Regions from separate parts of the Mus musculus genome. Here region 2 is linked to region 1. Evidence: chromatin contacts called from public Hi-C data. All regions are on one chromosome and are shown on one strand. Each heading gives the region's core, a stretch centred on a gene start, on an enhancer-like site or on the middle of the called end of the contact. The rest is flanking DNA. Distances are from core to core; before and after follow the strand shown. Region 1 holds the start of Cars2 (cysteinyl-tRNA synthetase 2 (mitochondrial)(putative)). Region 2 holds the start of Tdrp (testis development related protein).

What was found. Hi-C and Micro-C count contacts between places; a contact is called where the count stands out from the background.
Region 2: a Hi-C map of CD8 T cells shows a contact between it and region 1, with 3 times the contacts expected there. The contact joins the promoter of Tdrp here to the promoter of Cars2 in region 1. A contact is called at or near these places in 1 of 39 promoter capture datasets (embryonic stem cells), 1 of 484 Hi-C or Micro-C datasets (CD8 T cells) and 3 of 115 datasets of contacts at active chromatin or transcription factors (embryonic stem cells, regulatory T cell precursor and thymic regulatory T cells).

Annotation. Positions count from the first base shown.
Region 1 is chr8:11,545,886-11,552,120 of GRCm38.p6, reverse strand. Cars2 (cysteinyl-tRNA synthetase 2 (mitochondrial)(putative)) reads left to right here and starts at 1,350. Exons shown (of 15, transcript NM_001359137.1): 1 at 1,350-1,622; 2 at 1,813-1,863; 3 at 4,277-4,394. The coding sequence starts at 1,444.
Region 2 is chr8:13,973,440-13,979,245 of GRCm38.p6, reverse strand. It overlaps Tdrp (testis development related protein), which reads left to right and starts at 4,469. Exons shown (of 3, transcript NM_173744.4): 1 at 4,469-4,705. The coding sequence starts at 4,604.

The sequences.
Region 1 (6,235 bases), core at 101-2,600:
TGGAGAACTTGGGACATTTGGAGACCACGAATTTGACTACCATAGTGCATAGAACACAGTCTGTATTACCTGGAAGTCTAGCTTCGGGCAAGCAGTTAGAGGACAGAACTTTCAGGAAAAAAGTAGGGAACAACATGTCTGCCTAATCATTTGCCTTTCAAGAGAGCATCAAAGAAAGGGGGGAGGCCGGGCGTGGTGGCGCATGCCTTTAATCCCAGCACTCGGGAGGCAGAGGCAGGTGGATTTCTGAGTTCGAGGCCAGCCTGGTCTACAAAGTGAGTTCCAGGACAGCCAGGGCTACACAGAGAAACCCTGTCTCCAAAAACCAAAAAAAAAAAAAAAAAAAAAAGGGTGGGGAAGACCAAAAATACTGAAAGACCTGAGCATGCTTAGTATCAGACAGACTTGACTGGACAAGCAAAGGACTCTTTACTTTTGTAAGCCACCAGTAGGGGTGCATTTGTGGGGGTAATTTGAATGTAACTCCAAACAGTCCTCAAGAGATGAACGATAGACTTCTGCTCTCGTTTTCATTTGTTTTTAAGGCAGGGTCTCTTGCAGCTGAGGCAGGTCTTGAACTCATTGCTGCTCCTGTATCTCTCTCCCAAAATCTTTGATTATCGATGGATGCCACTATTTTGACTCTAAAAAGTTTTAAATGATTTATTCTTATGTGTAACGGTATTTTTGCCTGGATGTCTGTCTGCGGACCACATGCATGTAGTGTCTGATGAGTCCAGAAGAAGCCTTGGCCCCTCTTGGAACAAGAATTACAAACTTTTGAGTAGCCGTGTGGATGCTAGGACTCAAACCCGGGTCCTCTGGAAGGGCAGTCGTTTCTCCAACAGGCATTTCCAGTTACAGGTTCTTGAGGAAAGGATCATTTCCTGGTGTGGTTCTTTCATTCTAAGCCCATAGAACAGTAAGAAGTACACAAATACTGCATGTACAGGGTTGCAGACAGCAGTTTGGTATGTAGTATTGATCTACACGTACTGATTGTGGCAAGGTACATACTTGCAGATATGCTGTACGTATGATGGGGTACAGGGTGTGTTAAGGCGCACATATTGAGGTGTTTAAATGAGGACATGATGACCGCGGGATGGTGTATAGTGTGTTGGAGTGGTGTGCTGAGATTGGGTACATATTGCGGGGCACACCGGGTCCCAGCAGCAGACACAATGATGTACACCGAGCCCAAGTTACCCATAAGGAAAGGCGAGGAGATCTGCGCTAAAATGGGGAAGGGTTCGAAGTTCCCGCCTCTCTTCCGCTGCCACCGTGCCCAAATGCCTAAATATTGCCAGACTTCAGGCAGAGTGTAGCCTCTTCCGGGAGTGGGCGGAGCCCCATGAGGAACGGGCGTGGCTTCTGGTTCGCCCGGCTGGGCCTGGCCTGCAGGATCTTGCCTTCCGCCTGTTCGCTGGATCTGTCCCCAATATGCTGCGGGCGCGCGGGCCTGGGCCCGGCGCTCTGCTGCTCCGGGCCGCGCTGGGTCTCGGGCGGCGCGGGCGGTCATGGCAACGGCCGCAAGGCCAGGACACCGGCGTGCAGGTGCATAACAGCCTCACTGGCAGGAAGGAGCCGCTGATAGTGGCCCGCTCGGACGCAGTCTCCTGGTGCGTGCGCCGGGAGAGGCAGGGCGGAGCGAGGCGGGGCGGGAAGGTGCGCAGGGGCAAGTCAATTCTGAAAGCCTGACGTGGTCTCCCGAGCGTCACTTAAACACCGCGCGTGTTCAGTGAAGGTTGTTAAGGAAGACTTAGGGCTCCTTTTACATATCTCACATGGTGGATCTTAATATGTTCCCAGGTATAGCTGTGGACCGACTGTGTACGACCATGCACATCTTGGCCATGCTTGGTGAGTTTCCTAGATTTGAACCTTTGACAAAGTCAGAGGGTTATTTATTGTGCAAAGAGTAAACTGTTAGCTTGTTTTATAATCTGTTAAGTGAACTGAGTGATGATTGCATTCTGGGAATTGTGAGACACCGGAATGTTGGTCTCTTTGGTCTTCATAGCTGTTTGGAGTTGCATACCCATTGGAGTTACTGTGAAGGAATAGAGAGTGACCCGTTTGCGAATTAGATGTTTCTAAGGTTGGTCCAGAGACCCGAATCCAACAGTGGGGGATCATTGCCTGGTCTTGGACGGATCACATTCTTGCTGGAATCATGGTTCTTATTTTGAGTGAAGACAGAAATGACAACATGACATCTTCATGGCAGTTTCTGGAAATGTCTATGAAGTGCCGCTTAGCACAGCGCCCCCAAGTGTTCTAAGTGCTCCACCACTGACCCACTGACCGAATACTGTCTTGCTAGACTCCAGGGAGCATTGGAGCAGTATTTGTTGACATTTCCCATCTCTTGATATTTTAGTTGTTGTCTTGCACTTTTTTGTTTGTTTGTTGTTTTTGAGACTGAGTTTCTCTGTGTAGTCTTGGCTGTCCTGAAACTCACTTTATAGACCAGGCTGGTCTCAAACTCAGAGATGTCCCTGTCTTTGTTGGAATGCTGAGATAAAAGGTATACGCCTACTGCCTGACTCTTGCACAGTTTTAATTGGGTATTTTTAAAAAGATTTATTTATTTATTATATGTAAGTACACTGTAGCTGTCCTCAGATACTCCAGAAGAGGGCATCAGATTTCATTACGGATGGTTGTGAGCTACCATGTGGTTGCTGGGATTTGAACTCAGGACCTTAGGAAGAGCAGTCAGTGCTTTTAACCACTGAGCCATCTCGCCAGCATCCTTAATTGGGTATTTTTAGACCTAAATGAAACGCAAGTGTGGAGGCCAGAGGACATCCTCAGATGTCATCCTCAAGTGCTACCTTCTGTCTGTTTTGAGACAGAATCTCTCACTGCCTTGGAAGTCCACAAACAGGCCACGCTGGCCGGGAAGCTCGTCCCCAGGGTCCACCTGTCTCTGCCTCCAGCACTGGGGTAGTGGGGACAATCCGAGAGAACAAGAGTGGTAAAAAGCTCTTGTTGCTTGGCAGTGGTGGCGCACACCTTTAATGCCAGAGCTCTGGAGGCAAAGGCAGGTAGATCTCTGTGAGCTCAAGGCCAGCCTGGTCTACAGAGCAAGCTCCAGGACAGCTAGGACTACACAGAGAAACCCTGACCTAAAGCAACAAGAACAAAACAGTCTTGACATTGAGTTTTGTATCAGGATTTTTTACACACTTAAATACATGCAAACTCATCCAACAGCTTTAATCTTAAAAAAGGCAATACAGTGTCCCAAACTGATGTGATTGCTTTTGTTGCGTCTCACAAGGCCCTTCTGGGCCTCCAGGTGGGACCCAGTTTGTAAGAAAGTACTTGGCTTAGTTCCCTATGAACCAAGCATCAACTGTAGAACACTGTTTGGAAGTTACATAGTAGCGTGTTATACTGTAACCCATTTCTTTTCAAGAATAAAGCTGATGGGGCCCACAAGATGGCTCCCTGGGTAAAGGCACCTCTTGTAAGAACCTGATGACCTGAGGTTGATCCCCAAGATTCACTTGGTGAAAGGAGAGAACCAAGCCCCGAAAACTGTCCTCTGACCTCAACATACATTCTGCACATCTGCCTCTCCTGTGTGTGTGAGAGGCACACATACACACACACACACACACACACACACACACACACACACACACAGAGCATTCATACCACAGACACTATAGTAGCAGTAGTAAACATTGTGTCCTGGAGAGATGATGTAATGCTCAGAGTACTTGTTTATAGATGAACTAAGTTCCTCCCATCACCCACATGATGGCTCACAACCGTCAGATGCACACATGGTGCACATACATACACACAGGCAAAATACATGCACATGAAATAAAACAAGATAATCAAAAATAACATAATTTTTAACAGCTGGGCAATGGTGGCGCACACCTTTAATCCCAGTAGTTGAGAGGCAGAGGCAGACAGGTCTCTCTGAGTTTGAGGCCAGCCTGGTTCCAGGACAGCCAGGGCTATACAGGGAAACCCTGTATGGAAAACCAAAAAACAACAACAAAAAAACTAGGTTAAAAATAAAATACTGGTCAGGTAGTGGTGGCGCACACCTTTAATCTCAGCACTTGGGAGGCAGAGGCAGGTGGATCTCTGAGTTCGAGGCCAGCTTCGTCTACAGAGTGAGTTCCAGGACAGCCAGGGCTGCACAGATACAGAGAAACTCTGTGTCGAGAAGCCAGAAAATAGAATAAGTAAATTAACGCCGTTGATTCTGTGTGTTGAAGACAGCCTGGCAGTGTTTTTCTTTCAGCTCCTATGTTAGATTTGACATTATCCGGAGGATCCTGACCAGAGTGTTTGGATGCAATGTGGTCATGGCGATGAGCATTACCGACGTGGATGACAAAATAATCAAGAGAGCTAACGAGGTAAGCAGCCTCCCTCACATTGACCGGCAAGCCGGTGGCTGAGCGGCCGTTCCCTGCCGAGGCTACTTTCATGTATTCCTAGTACTTGTGACCCTTTATGTGTCCCGAAGACTCTTCTCCAAAAAAAAAAAAAAAAACCAGACCGAGATGGTGGCAGGTCCCACCGAGGGAAGTTAAGTCAGTGGAGAGCGGAGAAGCACCCCCTCCAGGGGTGTCCACTGTCCTCTGACCCTTGTCCCCGTCCCTCCCTGTGATGAGTGCCTCACTCCAGCTCTACCAAGACCCCCTGGGCCCTGACTCTGGCCTTGGACACCCCTGTGTTCCGATGCCTCATTTCCACATTTCTCTTGTTTTGCTGTTAGACACAAGCTCTTATCCTGTCGCCCAGGTTGGCCTCTGTAGCTCAGATCAGCCTCGCCTAGGGAGTGCTGCAGTCTTGTCTCTTGACCACCAGGAGGTGCATATGTGTCCCTCACCATCACAGTCTTGGGAACCCAGAGCCACGGATGGTGTGGGCCTTGGAGTGGGCCCATAGCCCCAGGCTTCTGACTTCAGCTCTGTGCAGGCAGGGCCTTCTTATGGTGTGCATGCATGGCCTCTACTTGAGGCCTGCTGCAGAGAGCATGTCTTTCCGCACAGGTTGACTGCCTCCTCGGTCTGGGCCCCACACCAGCTCTGAAGACTTGGTGGGAGAGAGGTAGTTATCCCAGGAAGCAAGCATGAGGTCAGGGGCTCTCTGGGTTCTTCCACTGATTGGGCATTGTGCCCTGAATGCCACTATCACCAGAGGGCTTTCCCTTTTCAGTGAGGAGACATTTTCTGAAATGTTTGTGGGATTTTTGTTTGTTTGTTTTGGGTTTAGTTTTTCTTTCTCTTTCTCTCTCTCTTTTTTTTTTTCTTTCTTTTCTTTTTTTTTTTTTTTTTTGAGACAGGGTTTCTCTGTTTAACCCTGGCTGTCCTGGAACTCACTTTGTAGAAGAGGCTGGGCTCAAACTCAGAAATCTGCCTGCCTCTGCCTCCTGAGTGCTGGGATTAAAGTTTTATGCCACCACTGCTCAGCCTGTGTTGTGTTGTTTTGTGTTATGTTTTTGTTTTTTTTTTTTTTTTTGCAAGGTTTCATATAGCCCAACATGTCTCCTAACTCTCTATGTAGCTGAAGATGACCTTGAACTCTAAACTCCACCCTTCAACCTCCCACCTTCCATGAGCCGGGATTACAGGTGTGAGCTACCACACCCGCTGCTCTTCTGGAACTTTCTGCTCATTTTCACACCTGAGGGTTACTGTGAAACTGTCCAGTCCTTTGTGTTTCTGAAGCCTGTGGGACATTAATACCTCCCACAGCCTCTCTTTCCTCCTTTATTTTTGAGACTGAATACTTGTAACATAGACCAGGCTGGCCTAGAGCTCCACCTGCCTCCTCCTCCTGTGTGCTGGGATTAAAGGTCCACACCCGGCTTTGATTTTCTTATCTTGAATCTGGTGGAGGTCTGAAGGGAAGCTGACCTCAGTGGTGGGAACAGGCCTCCCAGAGGAGTCTTGGGAGACCTTTGCCCCTTGGAACATGTGTGGAAACCCCTCATGAGACTTCTCTTGTGTCCAGCTCCACAGTGGGCAGCTGCTATCTCATTCCCTGGCCTTTGTGAAGAGCACCTACTGGGGGACAGGCTCGGGCTGCCAGCCGCAGGCGATGGGAACACTGCCCATGATGATATCAAGATCCACCCACATTGTAGCATGAGTTAGAAGTCCCCTCCTTCTCATCCTCTTCTTTGTTTTTGTTTGTTTGTTTGTTTGTTTGTTTGCTTGTTTGTTTTGAGACAGGGTTTCTCTGTGTAGTC
Region 2 (5,806 bases), core at 3,220-5,719, 2.4 Mb before region 1:
GAAAAAACAGAGTCTGTACAAAGATACTGTGGTATAAATCTCAAGGCTCAGGGGCTTGGCTTATTTGTGACCGACAAGCAGACTGTTTGGAAAGTTTTTTCTTTCAGTAGAAAACTGTAGCACCCCACAGTATAGAGTCTCAGTTTCCCCTACCTCTGCACCCCACAGTATGGGGTCTCAGTTTCCCCTGTCTCCCTCCCACATCAGCACCACAAACCAGTTTTACTCTCCTGTTACCCTCCCCTCTAACTTGGAGACTGCTTGAAAGCTGCCGTCTTCCCAGAGTGGTAAGCAGAAGTGGGGCTACCTTTAGACCACCCTGTTGTCCACCTCCAGGCTGTTCAAACACAATCTAAGATGCCCTATGGACTCAGATAACCGCTTGGCAATCATTAGCTGTATTTTGTTTTCTTTTACCTTCCTAGAAACCCCCTTCATTAAATGCCCGATGACCAGCTAACCCTTGGTAAATCAGGAGGCACCAACCCCAGAGGGTGTTTAGCTGGCCCCTAACAAGTGGCTGAATGGGAAGTGTGTTCAGAAGGGACCTCAGATGGCAGACTCCACCTTAACAGACTCAAACCATCCTCTCTGAACCCTTTCAGCAGGTCTGTCCATGGCTTCACTCTCCAGCCTCTTAGGGCTGTAGATTAACAAGGAAAACTTTGTGTGGGCTAGGGAGTGTAATTTGGGAAGCTAGCTCAGTGATAAGAGTGTGAATTTATTACCTGCCCGGTGCTGGGTACCATCTTCAGCACCAGAGCAAACGCTGTTTATCCAACATCCTCATTACAGATTACTTGATCTAGTTCCTCATCCTTCGCAACCCCCGGGTGGTGTCTTTGCACCTTCCCTGCCTTCAGCAATATCAGGTCATTATGGTCAGCTGAGCTAGAATACCCACCCCTGTCCCACCCTCTCCTCTAAGGGACTGTACGCATGTATGCATACACACAGGAGCACAAACAGGCTCCCTGTATCTAGATCCCCCCTACTTCTAACTGTATTGGGTGGCACCCACAATTCCCCTCTGTGGGACACCCCCTACAGTGGCCCTATAGCCTGCTGAGATGGTTCTGAATACAGCCTTTTACCAAGAGCCATGGATAATCATCAACACCTTTAACATGATGATGACTTTTAAAGAGGGAATAAACACCACCCTTGACAGTGAAGACTTGGGAGTGATTCATATAAGACACCGGACCCAGAAGTGCTTTTAAAAATAGAGTCTTTGAAGGAAGGGCAAATGTAGTTACCATTCTTCTTGGTATTTCATTATAATCATATCATTTCCTGAGGAGGAAACGGAAAATAAGGAAAAGGCCTTGGCCTTTGGCTGGTCTGGGAACATGAAGGGAGGGTGAGGGCCAGGAGGAGGAAGCCACTGGCCCTGGCCTGTGGGTGGGGAGGCCTTCAAGGACATGGGGGACACTTCCACTCTGCTTTCAGACTGTTAGGAGTGAACGCCGCTCGCTTGCTGCACAAGGAAAGAACAAAGCAGTGCCCATTGCTGGTAGCCCTCGGAGCTTTGCCAAAAGAGGAGGCTGGCTAATGGTCTCAGTCGCAGATACTCGCACAGTCACCCCTGTTTACGGGAAGCTCTACCTGTATCACAGGAATTATGCGTAGGTTATCCTGGGACAGAAAGGGCCCCTGTGCGTCCCAATAGATGCTCATGTCCTGTTTGTGATGACTGTCCTCTCCTGTCCATTATCTGTAAACTAGAGTTCTCTGAAGAGGCAGGCAGTCGCCATATCAAAGATCCTGTAGCTGCTGACCTTGGCTGTGGGTTGAGACCCCTATGGGGGTCAAAGGACCCTTTCACAGGGGTTGCATGACACCGTCACAGGGGTCCTTTAAGATCACTGGAAAACACAGCAGCAAAATTACAGTTATGGAGTAGCAATGAAAATAATTTTAAGGTTGTGGGTCATCACAACACGAGGAACTGTAAAAGGGGCCGTGGGTTAGGGAGGTTGAGAGCCACTGCCCCAGAGCATGATGGTTGTAGACAGATGGAAGGTGGCCAGTCAAGAACCAACTTCATCTTGGGTTCTGTTAGTCCTTTAAATAATCTTTTACCTTTGTATCTCACCTAACATTCCTGTGCCTGGTAAGTAAAGTTCTCAGCTGTGTCATTAACCTGTGTCCTCCTTTAACCAGAAAGCTAGTGATGTCACCTCACCACCTTCAGAAGACTCTTCCCTGGTGTGTAGCCCCCTTATTTCATGCTCCCACCGATATCAATTAAAAAAAAAAAAAAAGAGTGTTGACTTACAACTTCTTTTGTTTTGTGACAATAACACTTTGTAGCCAGGCAGTGGTGGCGCATGCCTTTGACCCCAGCACTTGGGAGGCAGAGGTAGGCAGATCTCTGAGTTCAAGGCCAGCATGGTCTACAGAGTGATTTCCAGGACAGCCAGGACTACACAGAAACCCTGCCTCAAACAAAACAAAACAAACTAAAACAAAACTGAAACCAAACACTTCATGACACTTCTTCTCTTCTTCTATGGTGAGACTTGTCTGTCAAGCCAACCTGAATCTGTCCTGAGCCACACCTCAGAGGAAATCTTTCCTCTCCTTCGACAAGAACTGTGTTGTATCAATCCACTAATATCTCAGTAAGTTGGGCCTTGAGCATTTTGAACTCAGAGTGAGGTGACACAGTTGACATGCAAAAAAAGAATTTCTAGCCAGGTGGTGGTGGTGAATGCCTTTAATCCCAGCACTTGGGAGGCAGAGGCAGGTGGATTTCTGAGTTCGAGGCCAGCCTGGTCTACAAAGTGAGTTCCAGGACAGCCAGGGCTACACAGAGAAACCCTGTCTCACAAAACAAACAAACAAAGAATTTCTACATCAATAAATTCTATTTTATTCAATAAAGGCCAAATTAGCTTAAAATCTACAGCTTCCTCCAAGTGGCTGTTCAGGAAAGGATGGTTAGGCAAGATCTTTCTGGATCCCCAAATGAATTTGCATGTGTAAAGACTGTTTTGTTTTCTTTTTTTTAATGAAGCCAGACTGTATAATTCTCTTACAAACTCTGACAATATCATGCCTCAGAGATGATGGAATCAGTGACCCGCATCGCGTCCCCGGGACCTGAGAGATGTCCTTTACAGAGCCACCATCTCTACTTACCCGTCTCCCTTCCTAACAACTGAGGTCTTCCACACAAAGTCTTTAGTGCCATTTCAAAGCGGTCTAGAATTTAGCATGTGGGGTAACAGGCCTGGCCTTCTGAGTCATCTGGGAATTTCAGTTTAGTTTAACTTACTATGAGCATCCGATCCTGGCAGGATGCAGCCTTAGAGGAGGCCTGTGCTGCACCTGTAAACCACGGTGTTGTGAAGCCTTTGCTTGCTGTATTCGCAAGTACCCTGCGGCTACCTGTTCATAACTCCCAGACAGGCCAGGCGGGTCTGAGCTGGCTGGAGAAGGTTCTCACTGTGTTTACATCCTTAAACGTTCTTATGCACTTGAAGAACATGAACAAGGCATTTCGGAGTTTACCTACAGCACTTCTCACAAAAGCATACAATTGTGGACAGTTTTATTTACCTGTTATGTGTGTACAGTGTTGGACAGAGTGAGTATTTGGGAAGGCCAGAAGTCAAGTTGCTGTCTTTACCACTTTCCACTTTATTTTCAAAGATAAGACGTCTTAGGCCAGAGCTCACTGATTGGCCACACTGAGTGCACACTGTCTTCTGCCCACCCCCTTATGTCACCATGCCCACATGCCCAGATTTTTTTTTTTTTTTTTTTGGTGGCTGGAGATCTGAACTCAGGCTGCATTAGTCTGAGTGTCACCCTGAGACTACAAAGGGAAGTCGAGGCCCCAGGTCCAACTGGCACTGCCAACCCACCTACCTAGTCTCTTCTGGGCCCTGGGAACCTTCCCTGGACTCTGGTTGATTCTGTGTCCATCACTCTATCGATGCAGGCCTCACAGCAGCGCAAAGTGACCGTAGTCTATGCAGGAACCCTTCTCTTTCCCTAACACCCTCCTCCCTTGCAGGTGCCCCCCTCTCCGGTGGTCCATATCCACTAATGGACCTTTTAGGATCAGCATAGACCACTAACCCTCAGCCTGCGGTCACCGAAGCCCCGCCCTCGGCCCCCGTAGCACCAACTGGGCGAGCATGCGTAAAGCGCGGCCCCACCTCGGCGTTGCCTTGGTGATCCAGGATGGACCACGCCCATCGGGCTGGGTGAGTGAAGGGCCGGGAGTTGAGGGGCGGCCGGTGTGAAATGTCACGTGGTTTTGGTGCGTCAGTGTTCTTGGCCCCTTGGTAAAGCACTCGGCCCGCTGATTCCCTGGGGGGCCTACTTAGGGAGGTTGGAGCGGTCCTGGAGAAGTAGGGGACCCGCGGGCTGAGTGTCAGGGTGGGGGAGGACCAGGGAGGCAGGGGACCTGAGGAACCTGAAGGCTGGAGGAGGGTCTGGGGGCGGGCCTGGGGGCGGGCCGGGGACGGCCGCCCGCAGCTGACCGCCCCTCCCCGCCCAGTCCTCCGCACTGTCCCAGCGCCGCGGCGGGCCGGGTGTCCTCCTTCAGTCCCGGAGCCAAGCTGCGCGGAGCGGTCGAGCACCGGAGATGTGGAAGCTGAGCCGAAGTCGAGTGCTTCTGGACGAGCCCCCCGAGGAAGAGGATGTGCTGCGAGGGGCACCGCCAGCATCAGCAGCCGCCCCGGCGTCGGTGAGGGCACGCGTAGGGGCGCAGGTGCGGGCCGCGGGGTGCTCTGGAGGCCGAGCGCAGGTGCATGGGGTCGCGTGCCGGGTGCGGACTTGGCAGGGACCCGACGCTTCTCGGGGCTGCGAGGTGACTGCCCCGGAGGACCCCTCTGATGAGTGGCCGGGTCCTACAGGTCGTGGGCCCCAGAGCCAGCATGTGTGGGGTACCGCGGGGACGCGTACCCCGGGCACTTTCCGCACTGGCCGGCGGCGCTGCCCTTCGCTCTGCTGCCACAAGGGCTTTGGGGTTCGGCTTGAGACACCGGGGACGCGGGGTGACCGCTTCCAGGCCAGGTATTTCTATTCCGGAGTTGGAGAAACAGAGAAGTCCTGAATCATGGTGCCGGGGACGGCGGTTCGCTCAGACTTAAAAGCTTGGTGTTTTTGTTTTTGTTTTTTCCTTTCCCTTTTCTTTTGGTGACTATAGCGAATATAAAGTGTGCTGGATATTTATTTGCACAACACGTATTTCCTTTTTTTAAGCCTTTGATCCCGTCTCGCCCCCTCTCCCGGAAGAAGAGATCAGAGACCTTTATACAGAAAAAGCTTTGGCCCGACAAGTATAGAGATACGCTTGGAATGTGTAGAATTTTTTAATTAACAGGATCCCAGGTGGATCTGTGTGAGGCTTCCCCACCCACCTTCTCGGGACACTTTTCATTCCCTTTCATGTGCTAGGAAATTTAGGTCACAAAGTACGCCAATTTTTAAGCATAAAGTTATTTATTTATTTTTTTAAGCATAGTGTGAAAACTGTGGCTGTTGCAAATCTTTCTTTTGAAACTTGGAAGTAGTCCCGAGATTGCTTCTTCCCTAGTTGGAGCAAAAGAACGTCTGTTAGGAATGAAGTTTCATTGTAAGACATTTCTCGGGAATTTGATAAAGCTCGCTGCCAGCACGCAGACATTCCAGCTGATGAGTGTAAGCTTTTAGGTATGGTTTGTATCTGAATTTACATTTGAGAAGTCACCTTTTTGTGTCCCTAGAACTTACCTAGCTTTCATTTTTCCAGCCTTCAAGGTTTTGTAGCTAGACGGCAACTCTTAGAAGGCAGTAATGAGCATTT